Linked DNA regions of Triticum aestivum: region 1 is linked to region 2. The links are chromatin contacts, called in public Hi-C maps. All regions are on one chromosome and are shown on one strand. Each heading gives the region's core, a stretch centred on a gene start, on an enhancer-like site or on the middle of the called end of the contact. The rest is flanking DNA. Distances are from core to core; before and after follow the strand shown. Region 1 has its middle 33 kb from the start of LOC123159134. Region 2 holds the start of LOC123158775 (probable WRKY transcription factor 70).

What was found. A called contact is a pair of places that touch in the nucleus more often than the background predicts.
Region 1: a Hi-C map of root shows a contact between it and region 2, with 8 times the contacts expected there. The contact joins the enhancer-like site here to the promoter of LOC123158775 in region 2. A contact is called at or near these places in 2 of 5 Hi-C or Micro-C datasets (leaf and root).

The regions. Positions count from the first base shown.
Region 1 is chr1A:497,182,708-497,188,485 of IWGSC CS RefSeq v2.1, forward strand. No RefSeq gene overlaps it. Among protein-coding and RNA genes, the nearest start is that of LOC123159134, 33 kb to the right of the region's middle. Within about 2 kb of position 2,119, at least 3 of the 8 cell types and tissues checked have an H3K27ac peak or open chromatin away from gene starts, as enhancers often do. A contact at or near this core is called in leaf and root, where this site is marked.
Region 2 is chr1A:496,974,631-496,980,519 of IWGSC CS RefSeq v2.1, forward strand. LOC123158775 (probable WRKY transcription factor 70) reads right to left here and starts at 3,229. Exons shown (of 2, transcript XM_044576648.1): 1 at 2,866-3,229; 2 at 1,979-2,768. The coding sequence starts at 3,140. The coding sequence ends at 2,114.

The DNA of each region.
Region 1 (5,778 bases), core at 869-3,368, 210 kb after region 2:
GGTCACGTGGAAGATGGCGTCGAGCAGAACCGGGCGGCGGGGCGCGGTCGTCGGGGCACAGCGGGATCGATCCTGATCTAGGTCCGGTCAAGGTGGGGGCGGGCGCCATGCAGGAGGAGATGGAGAGGCGGGCGCCGGTGAGGGGTGGCCGAAGGCGCCGGGCGGTGGCGACGTGGCGAAGGGGGTCGGGGCCCTCTGCCCCGATCCAGACTGGAAAGGGAAGAGAGGCGTGCAGGAGGAAGCGAGTGGGGAGTGGGGATAGGTAGGGGTGAGGGTTCGGGGAGTGGGGTGGCCTAGGAGGCCACGGGGGGCGGGAGGGGGTCGGCTGGGCCGGCCGGCCCCTTCGGCCAACTGGGCCAGGGCCCAGTCGGGGGAGGGGGTTGTCGTTTAATTATCTTTGTTTTCCTTTTATTTAATTTTTTTGTTTCTGTTTTCTTTTAGTTACACATTAATTTTAGTTTAGTAAAATATGACAATAGCCCCTAAAGTAATGTTTCAGAATAACCCACTGTCATGAAAAGTTTTTACCCCGAATTAAGATAATTTAGTAATTTATAAAATACCAAAGGCATTTATATAATTGATTTTGCTACTGTTTAAATCGTTTTAGAGTATTTGAGCATTTTATAAAAGTGTAGTTCCTCCGCCATAATTACCTATGCATTATTTGGCTCACTCCGAACATTTTAGTTTTAATATTTGAAAACTTTTATTTTTTGCCTTTAATTAAAATTTTAATTATGAATCGTTTCGAACTAACGTGAGTTTATTAACAAAAATCGAGGTGACATGGCACCATTAGTAGATAATTATCCGGTCATCACAGGTTGCCACGGCCTCGCCTTCTGCCTTGCACGGTGGGCACGCCGCGCCATACACTCAGCGGACGGGCCACGGATGGCCTCGTCGTCCGCATACCAACGAAGGGGCTACGCGTCGCCAAGGCATTCGGACGCCAGACGGAGCGCACCGCCTCCGGCAAGGAAGCGACGACACGCCCCGCATAGGATCCACGCACCATTTAGGCGAACGCGATGGATCCCTGGTGGATCGAGTCTGATCGTTGTCAGGCATTCTCCTTGCGGTTGCGGCGGAGCGCAATGCGGGCGGCCATCTCCTCCTCTGGCCCGACTGGGATGACATCCCAGTTTGCACATAGGTTGATGAAGGACTCGGATCCGCTGCCCGCCATGCCGAAGAAGGTTTGAGATCGTTGGACGGGAGCTTTGAGGGCGGAGTGGACTGAACGGAGTGGAGTGGAGTGGTTAAGGTTAGGTCCGGGGAGTGGATGGAGACGAATGTATGAGGAGTCGCGTGGGCCAGTGTGAGTCGGCTCCTATGCGGCGGACGCGCATGGTCGCGCCCGGACCACCCCATATCCGCCCCAGATTTGAGCTGGATATGAGAGTTGCCGATCATTCAGAGAGTTTGAGGTCGGTTTGAGGCGTCCGTCTGGATCACTTTTTTTACCGGGCTATCCGCTCGGACGTTTGAGTGTCCGCCTATAGATGCTTTACATGTCCTTCAATTTAAGTTAATAATTTTAACATGGTTTTATTTTTATTTTTTGAGAGTCATTTGAGCACAACAGAGACAACATAGTATAGCCTTTTTTTAGAAGAGAAGAAATAGATTATAACCTATATCAAACTATTAATGATACTATTCATCACCCAGGGTGCAAAATAAGTTATTCTTCATCCGAGGTAATCTTACGATCATTTCAGAATTAAATTACGTTTGGAATTCAAATAGTTATATTTCTATTGATTCACTACGTAAAATTTGGCATAAGAAAATAAAAATATAGGTCATAATACAAGAAAATTTGCAGTTTATGTGTATTTTACACTATATTTTTCCGTTTGTAATTTTACATAACATAACATATTTTTTACGACGATTATATATTTTCTTACGGTTTCTTTTTACGTCGGAAATAAGACAAAACTTACAGAACGTAAAATTACGATGCATTGATGATAATATAGAGGGGGGTGAAGAATAATTATTCCTCACCCAGGGTGACGAATAGCGTGACCCATCAAACTATTGCCAATATTGTCAGGCCTGACCAAGTGAGAGGCTAGGCGGGCAAGGCCGGCGTTCTAGGCCACGGAAATCAAGAGGCCACCACCGAAATATATATTGGGCCTAATCCAATGAAGTAGAGATTTACAGGACAGCGCTTTGTCTCACTTATAACAAAGACCGAAACACGAGAGCTATATCTCGCTTTACGCGAGATGCAAGCTGCTCTCGCCTGAAGGGAATAGCTCCTCGCGGAGTAACTGGGTGGCCCGTTTTATGTTCTTTTTTTCCGCTTCTTCGTGATCACTATTTGCAACTGAGCCGAACGCTTCATTGGCTCACTGTTTTTTCGCTCATGGTCGTTTCTTTTGTCTTTTATTTGTTTTATAATCTCTTTTTTGGTTTCTTTATTTCTTTGTTGCTTTTCTCCATTTTTTGATTTTTTGTTACTTTTCGACGGTTTCTATGTTTCTTTACTGTTTTTCATTGTTTTAAATTTTCTTTACAGTATGTTATTTTACTTTAATTGTTTTTGTTACTTTTTTGTTTTCACTGTGTTTTTTCTTTTATTTCTTTATCACTTTGTTTTCTTTATTTTTCTTCGTTTACTTCTTGGTTTTTACTGTTTTTCCTTTTCTTTTTTGCATCATTTTTTGTTTTGTTTCTATCTTTCCCGCTTTCATCGGGTTACTTTCTTTTCCTTTGTTTTTTTCTCAGTTTTCACTGTTTTCATTTTTTTACACTTGTTTCTCCGGGTTCTTTTTTGTTTTCTTTTGTCTCTTTTCTGGTTTCCATTGTCTTTCTGTTTATTTTTGTTTTCTTGGTTTTTATGCTATGTTTTCTGTATATGCCAAAAATATTTTTCTAATATATGTTTAAGATTTTTAAATATAAGTATAATATTTTCCTAATACATGGTCAACATTTTTTCATACATACTTTTGACAATTTCTTATGCTTGATTAAAAAATTAAATATTACCTCAGTCTCGAATTACTTTTCATTGACTTGTGTAGATAGAGATGTATTTATATCTAGATAAATCTAATACAAGTAACTCAGGACGGAGTGAGTACAAGATTAATATTTTTCTAATACATGGTCAACATTTTTTATACATATTTTAAAATACAAGATTAACATTTTTCAAATACAAGACAAACATTTTTTTAATTCATGGTCAACCTTTTTTCTATACCATTTAACATTTTTCAAATGCTCGATTGACATTTTTTTAAATGCAAGATTAAAAAATTTCTATACCTAGTCAAAAAATTTCCTATACATAACTAAAATTTCATGTGTTACATTTAACGTTTTTGAAATATAAGTTTAAGATTTTTTAATACAATACAAGCTTTTTTAATACATTGTCAACATTTTTTCTATACAACAGATGCGTTTCGGTGTCCCCAATGAGGCAAAGATGGTTTCCACATTCCTCCAATTCATTCCAAATGTCGTGCGACTGCATATCACGGTAAATGCCAGAAATTCATGTTTTAACATCCGTAGCAATATGCGCATAGATCTTCATGATGAATGGGTTATGAACTTCTGATTGGCTTGCTTGCTCATCTGTTTATGTTATGACTTTTAGTCACATACTTTTTTGGTGGCACAATGACACATTATTTATTATATCAAAAAAATTGATTGGTTTGTTGCACAGATGCACAATAATGCATAACGAACTTTTTTCATATGCATTGTATATTTTTGAATTCATTTCTATATACACATTTAATATTTTTCAAATGTTTAACATTTTTTTCAAATTTTATATGTAAAGTATTTTTTGTAACATATTTATTCAAAAAAATTGGAAGTATAAACAAGAGTTAAAAAAGAAGGAAACAAAATCAAAAAACGTAGAAAAAAACAGAGAAACGAGGCCGTCGCCTCCCGCGCACCTGGACTGGCACTTCTGGCGCTGTCCTGACGCGAGGCTTCGGTACGTCTCACTTTAAGCGAGACATAGGGGTGCCCAGACCGAGGTAGGTCTCCCCTGCAGGGACGCCTCCGGTCATTATTATTGGAGCCCCCAAGTAGTGTTTATTTTTATAACTTATGTTAGTATTTTTCTCTTTATGTTTTTTTACGAATTTTTATATTTTTGTAACACTTGAATACATATATTTCAAAACATAATTTACTTAAATTTCCAAAAACGCTCACCATGAATTTACAAATGTTAAACCAGCGTAAAAAATATGTTATCCCTTAGGTCTAAATTAATTGACGCAACTTCTATACAACGTCTTACATAAATTATAGAGGCTGCGTCAATTAATTCAAAATAGCGTAATTTAGAAAAATGTTTGTATCCTGAAAAAATGATTGTGAGATTTATAGTGTTAACAAGTTCTAAAAACATCGTAGTATTTTTAAAATATATTTATACCATTTGAAAAAAGTTTGCGTAATTTTGAAAGAATCATGCCATTCAAAAACTTCACAAGACATTTTGAAAAATACTCATAAGTTTCAAAAATATGTCCATGACAATTTTAGAAGATGTTTATACAATGACAAAAATGTGTTCGCATAAGTTTAGAATAAAAATGTGTTCTCATAATTCTAAAAATTATTTCAAATGTACTCCCTCCGTTCCCAAATATTAGTCTTTTTAGAGATTTCAACAAGGGACTACATACAGAGCAAAATGAGTGAATCTATACTCTAAAATATGTCTATATACATCCGTATGTTGTACTTCATTTGAAACCTTTATAAGAGTTATATTTAGGAACGAAGGGAATGTTCAAATATGTATTTAAAAAAATGTTTATCGTGGATTTTAAAAATGTTAAAACATGTACACGAAATGTTTCACGATTATACGTTAAATGTACAATTTGTATTAAAAATTATATAAAATAAAAAGACAAAGCAAAAAGGAAAAATGTAAAAAAAACAAATAAAGCAGATAAATAAATACACAGAAATGAAGAAGAAGAAAACACACGGAAGGTGCTAAAACTAGTCCAAACCAATTTAAAGAACCTTCCAAGAAAAAGCCCTAAGGTGACAACCCACTAAATCGATCGCGCCCCAGAGCTAGTTACGCCTCACATATAAGCGAGAAATAGCTCCCGCGAGTTTACACGGGCCGAGCATGGACATACCACCTATCATCAATCGATTTAGTTATGTACACTAATGTTATATCTTACCTAATGCGAGATAGTTCGCCTTGGGCGACAGTAATAATTGGCCGTCCCGGACAACAATTGTGCTTTAAGCGGTTTTAGGGACCTTATATGCTACAGTGGGGACTGTATTTAGGGAACTTTTGCCCGTCTTTTTTTGTGTTTTTTTCTATGTTTTTCTTCATCAGTTTTCTTTGTTCGTTTTTGCATTGAAGATTTTTCATAAATGCCATGAATAATGTTTTAAACATGTCAAACATTTTTTTAGTATTAGATCATGTTTTATATGTCGCAAAAATATCTTCATGATATGAAACTTTTTAATAAAAAATTCCCAAACATTTGTTACATTGTATAAACATTCCTTTCAAAAGTCCTAAACATACAACCTTGGTTCACAGATATAAGTAGTTCGTGTTAAAATATTAAAAAATTATTTGTGGTTTTCATCTGCGTCTATCTAGTGTTTTTGCAAATAAAAAAAGATCTCTGCCGTCTTTATAGTGTGCTTGAAGAAGAAAACTCTACCGTAGCACTAGAATGGAGCGAGAGTGTTTTCCTTGCAAATCAAGTTTTCCTTGCAGATCAATTTATT
Region 2 (5,889 bases), core at 1,979-4,478:
GATACAGCTTCCAGTGCGTGCGGAAGTGCAGAGATGGCACTCGGCGTCGGCAGGCTGAAGGAGAGCAGAACTGATTTGCGTACGCATTCTGGCCCACGCGCGTACGCGACATGCTCGATATAGCCTGGTCTAAAAGCTTGCTATGTCCTCCCATTTCTTTACCAGGCCGACGGTCCTCTTGTTCTGAATGGGCCACTAGTGAGAAAAGCAACCCATCTAAACCCACGACTGAAAAAAAAACCCTTGGAAACCCCGCGCGCATCCTCGTGTTTCTCCCGCCGCTTGCTCAGGCCCCGGCCGCATCGCGAATGGTCTCGAAGATGCAGTAGGACCGCAGGATCAGTAATTTTGCTCCAGATTCTCGAAAAAAGAGTAATTTTGCTCCATTTTCAGCCCCCTGAAAAAACGACTGCATTTTTCCTAGTCTCAACGACTGTAGCGAGGATTTCTCCAGCTCACCCTGCACGGTACCATTGTGTTTGTGGAAGCCTGACGCTGTGCAGCCGGAGGTATGCGGACTACACATGCCAAGAATTTCAGGCGCCCACTTGCAGATTGCATGTACTCCTTTCAGTTTTATCACTCCAGCAATATATATTACCTTCGTTCTAAATTTCTTGTCTTAGATTTATTTAAATATGGATGTATCTAGCATTAAAACATGTCTAGCTACATCTGTATCTAAATAATCCATGTACCAATTCACATAGGCTGGAGTTGACCCCTCCTCCCCGCCTAATGTTGTTTTATTTACTATACATTTGCAGGCATCCCCCTCATGCAATGCAAGCATTCACACGATGCATGGTTAAGTTCAACACTTCGATCACATAGTCGTATGCATGCCGTCGCCTCCCCCCATGGGTTGCACGGAGGGTGTTGATGTGAGCCTTACACATAAGCATCGATATATATGCTCCATTGTCTATCTCTCCATCACAATAGAATAATGGCCATGAATTTATTAGTGCTTCCTTCAGTGTCGTGAGGTAAGCATTATTACGTCCGGGCTGTATCAGGGCTTCAGTGGGCGCGGTTCGTTCCTAATCTCCAGGGACAAATGATCATATTTAACACCCCTAAAATACAATCATGATCTGGCCACAGATACAGATGTGGATTATATATTCTCTGCAAAGAGGGTTTGACCAAAGCTGATATGAACGGCCTTCGGTTCGCTTGATCCCATCGGAGTTTGAATTTTTGGATGTTCTATGGACACTGCAGAGTTTCATTGCACAAAGATGAGATTTACCTATTTGGTTGCCTCAAATCGGAAGGGGTTTTGGTTAAAATTATAAAAAATTTGTTAGATCCGTTGCATCCAACGAGTTTTCCCTTCTCTTTCTCTCAAATCTTCCCAATCTCCCCTCCCTTTTATCTTTTGGCCGCCACCACCATCATTGTCGAGCTCCGATGAGCCTCTTCTTCTATTGCCTCCAATGTCCTCCTTTTGTCTCCCGCAGCTATCGTCACATGCTGATCCATCACCGCGGTAAATATTTATAGGAGCCTGTCATCATCTACTCTCTCCCGCTCATCGATCCGTCCATCGATGAATGACCACTAGTTGTACTCTCGTCTTGTGGTCCTTGGCATTCATGCATGGTCTTCTCACCAATCATCTCTCTAAGCCAAGGTGTCGCGGGTTCTTCTCCGGTGGCATGTGGGCAACCCACCCCTGAACCCTAACCACTATGGAGCGGGACCCACCTTCGTCACCACCTCTATGACAAGCCAATGATGGTGCCTCCTCCTTGACTTTGCCGCCATTGAAATGGAAGGAAGAAACGAAGAGGAGCATGGTGACAACATAATTTCTAAAGCTCTAGAAGTAAAGGCGAATACATTAACCAAAAATATATTTTCTTCATTTCAAATTATTTGTTGCAGAAATTGATAAAAATGGATGTATCTAGAACTTAAAATACGTCTAGATACCTTCATTTACGGGACAAGTAATTCTAGACGGAGGGAGTATATGTTACACACTTGCTTTCATGCGTGCGCTCATCGCTAGTGCAAAGAACGCCATAGTAGAAGAAATCCATATCCCTCACAAAATTAAGTTGACCATCTAGCTATAACCATCACACGGAGGAAATTCACCATGCTATTGGTACAAAGCAAAGTCATCGAAATCGATGAATCTACTAACGAAATCGAATGAGCTCTCGACGAATTGATCCCACTCCCAGCAGCTGGATAAAGGATCCCATGCTGGGGAAGCACAGGAAACGTCGGGTGACGAGCTCAGCTCTGCCGCCGCCGGGCTCGCTGGCTGCGAGCCTAACGAAGTTGTCTCAACTTTGGTCACCTTCAGTCGCAGTTCATCTGCTTCTCCTCCCTCCGGCAAGCATACGGCGTGCGACGAGCGTGGGATCTCGCTCCGGCCATCACCGTCATCAGAGTTTTGCCAAGGCGAGCCGCTGGTGCTGCTCTCTGTGGCCGACCCGATCCCGAAGTTGATGACGAACGGCTGCATCTTGACGTCCTTTTCCTCTGCGGCGGCGACGGCTTCGTCGCCGTGGCAGCAGGTGTGGTCGCCGAAGTAGGTGATGACGTAGAGGGAGAGGTCGTCGTCCGACTGCTGGACCTGCCTCGTCGCCGGGCAGCCGATGTCGTGCTTGTAGGAGCACCTGAAATAGAGCCTCGGGTGCTTGCTGTGCGTGATCTCCTTCTGCCCGTACTTCCTCCATATGTGCCCGTCCTCCGCCGTCGATCGCTTCTCGACCCTCGTCGCCGTCGATCCGCTGCTCGCGCGCATCCTGGAAAAACGTAACGAAGCGATCTTGTTAAGTCGTTTGCTCGCCTGAACTGAAATAGTAACGCCGGAGCAAGCAGACACTACTACAGCTAGCTTACCTTCTTTTCGGCCTCGTCTGAGAGGCTGCGCCGTCGGGCTCCGACGACCTGCGCTTCCTGCTGGCGAGCGCGACCGCATGGACGCCGTCGCGACCGTGGAGCGCGGCGAGGGCGCGGTCGCAACAGAGAAGGATCTCCGCGGCGAGCTCCCGGATCCCGCCGTGCTCCTGCGGCGAGCCCCCCTGGAGCAGGGCCTCGAGGACGGCGGCGGACTCCCGGCCCCGCACCACCAGCTCGGACACCACCGAAGCAGCTGGAGTGACGAGTGCCGCCATGTCCTCTAGAATCTAGACTACCGCCTCTCCCTTTACAGCTTAATTTCTTGCTTTTGTCTCTGCGCGCGCCTCTGGATTTGCTGCCTCGATGTAAGGAAGCCTCGATCTAGCTAATTGCTTTGCTCGAGGTGGAAAGGTGGCCATTTATACGCGCGGCTGAGCTCTCGGTTGGATCGATCGAGCTCGAAGTGAGAGCAATTGACCGCACGTGCCACGCGCGATCGCTTCGATCATGCGCCGCGTTGCATGGCGCGTCGCTGAGCTAAACTAATGAGAGTCTTTGCAGGGGACCAAGACGAGAGTTCACACTCACCCAGCACATCGATACAAATTGCACGGGAATTTAGGTGCTTACCGTGACTAGATTTAGTACATGTTTTACAAGGAAATTAAGAAAGCACGGGGTGCAAATCTTGACTGGTCAATTGAGAACTTCACAAAAGACAAGACGAGCTACGTGCATATCCACGCACCCATCAGCATCAGGTGGTACGTTTCTTTCGGAATACCTCATTCTGGCCATTTCATGCAACTGAAGGAGCCATAGTTTAAGCTAATTTTGTTGTCTAAAACTTCTGGTTAGCCAACCATCGTCCGGAACAGAAGTTGACCTAGCCCCCCATTAAGCTGTGACACAGTTGGCAGCTCGGCATTGGCAAGAGCTGGTGCAAATTCTCCTTTACTCAGTCCAAAGTAAACTTGAGTATTACTATTTTATTATTATTAAATTTAACACTTGTGGTTTGTATTTTGGTGTGACGTAACAACTTTATTTTATGGAAAAAAATCTAGCTCTAGATCTCCCAAAAATGTGGTTAATATTTTTTTGAATATGGAAAAAGGGGGCTCCACTGACCTCCCTCTGTATCGAAGGATCAACTTTGAGTTTTTCCTGACGATGAACGATGACAACTTGACGGCCTAGCTAGCACGTCAAGACACACCTCAAAGGAGTATCTAATGTGCGCGACGCCGTTGTCTAAAAACGTGTCCGTTACTTCATTTGCGGTGATTTTAAAAGCATCAAATTTGATCTCAATGCAGGCTTGGATGGACCATCAACAACTTGCAGTTGTGAATTCAGCTGGTGCCATAGCTGGCTGGCTAGTGTGTGTGCTGTGTGCACATGACTTATGACTAGATGTTGGTAAGACTACACGGAAAGCACCGTTCGGGCATCATTTTATTTATTTATTATGGAAGCCATTAATTATGTCATGTCATGACACAATGCTCAAAACAACGTTTATGACATCAACATTACCTAAGGATAAACACGTACTTTAGCTAATCATTGTCCATGCCGACTAGTATGTTTTTTCTATTTTCTATTTTTTACGGGGAGTTTATTTATATTGTTGCTCTTTGCAAGATGCTCTTCGTGCTAACAGATCCAAGTTAGCTTGCAAATGAATTGTTCTATTGCATTTTTTTCAAATAAAGTTAATTGCAACCACTTGTGTCTATCAAGTTCTTTGCAAACACTTCTTCGATGCCGCGTGCTCCATATGCATTTGGAGGCTGAGCAGGCGACACACAAACTCAAAGTCGTCCTATCTCAACCTCCATTTTTTATGTTTTCTCAGTCAAACACTTCGATTCCCTTCAAATTTAAACGTTTAGCACATCAAGCAAACATGTACATAGTTTTTTAAAAGTTGCATGAACAAACACAAATCACATGTTCCAACCATTTGCCCCGTCCCCTTCTCCTCTTATGTTCTCGTTGTCCCCTCGTCCTCTGGCGTGTGCATTGTCCCCTCCTTCAAGGTTGCTGAAATGTATGATCACCATTCACACCTTCTCCCAAAATTTGTGCGCCACCAGATCCATTTGGCTCAGATCCAACATGATGAGTTGATTCAGCTCGAAAATTTGTTCACTTGTCGTCCGATCCTCCGGAACTTAAGTTGAACTTACGCGCCTCCTTGTCCATATGAATTTCAAGCATATGCGCCTCAATCTGTTCCTGACACCGCCTTCTCTGTTGCATAGCATATCATCTTGCCTTCTTCTCTTGGTTCTTCCATTTCTCTGTCTCTAGGTTCTCTTGCTTCCTCTTTTCAGCTAAGTCATTTCTTGTTCGCATCACTCGTCGATATTTTTCTTCATAACCGCCGCCTGTCCTTCTTCCTTGAGCTTCTCCTTTCCTCTCTTCCTCCCATCGGGCCGACTATTCTAGACACATGAGTGGGACTTCTAGACACCTTTACGATTCCTCTCTAGGACCATCGTCATCACTATCATCGTCCATATCGAGAGACGAATTGTTGCACTTCCCAGTTTGTAGACTACCGTCTTCATTTCCCGACTTCCACTTCTTATGGCCTTCCAAAAAATTCCAACAATGTTGGAGGCCAAACGATTTCCCTTAAAACTTGGCCATTAGTTTGGACCTTTCTTGGGATATGTTATACTAGAACAAACAAATGCTCAAATTAATGAGAATTCTCAAAATAATGATGCAATCACTAGGAGGAGTGTGCTTCACTTGCTCCAAGCAACCCGACCAACGGTTACAAATCTCTTGAGTCTTACCCTCGGTTCATGAGATATTTGAGGGGAAGATCCATCCTCGATGCGCTTCCAATAATTTGCGCTCGATAAATCTTTCCTGGTGACCGCGTTGAGAGAGATATCTAATGTGCGCGACACAGTTGTCTAAAAACGTGTCCATTACATCATTTGGAGTGATTTTAAAAGCACCAAATTTTATCTCAATATAATGCAACCTTCGATGGACCACCAA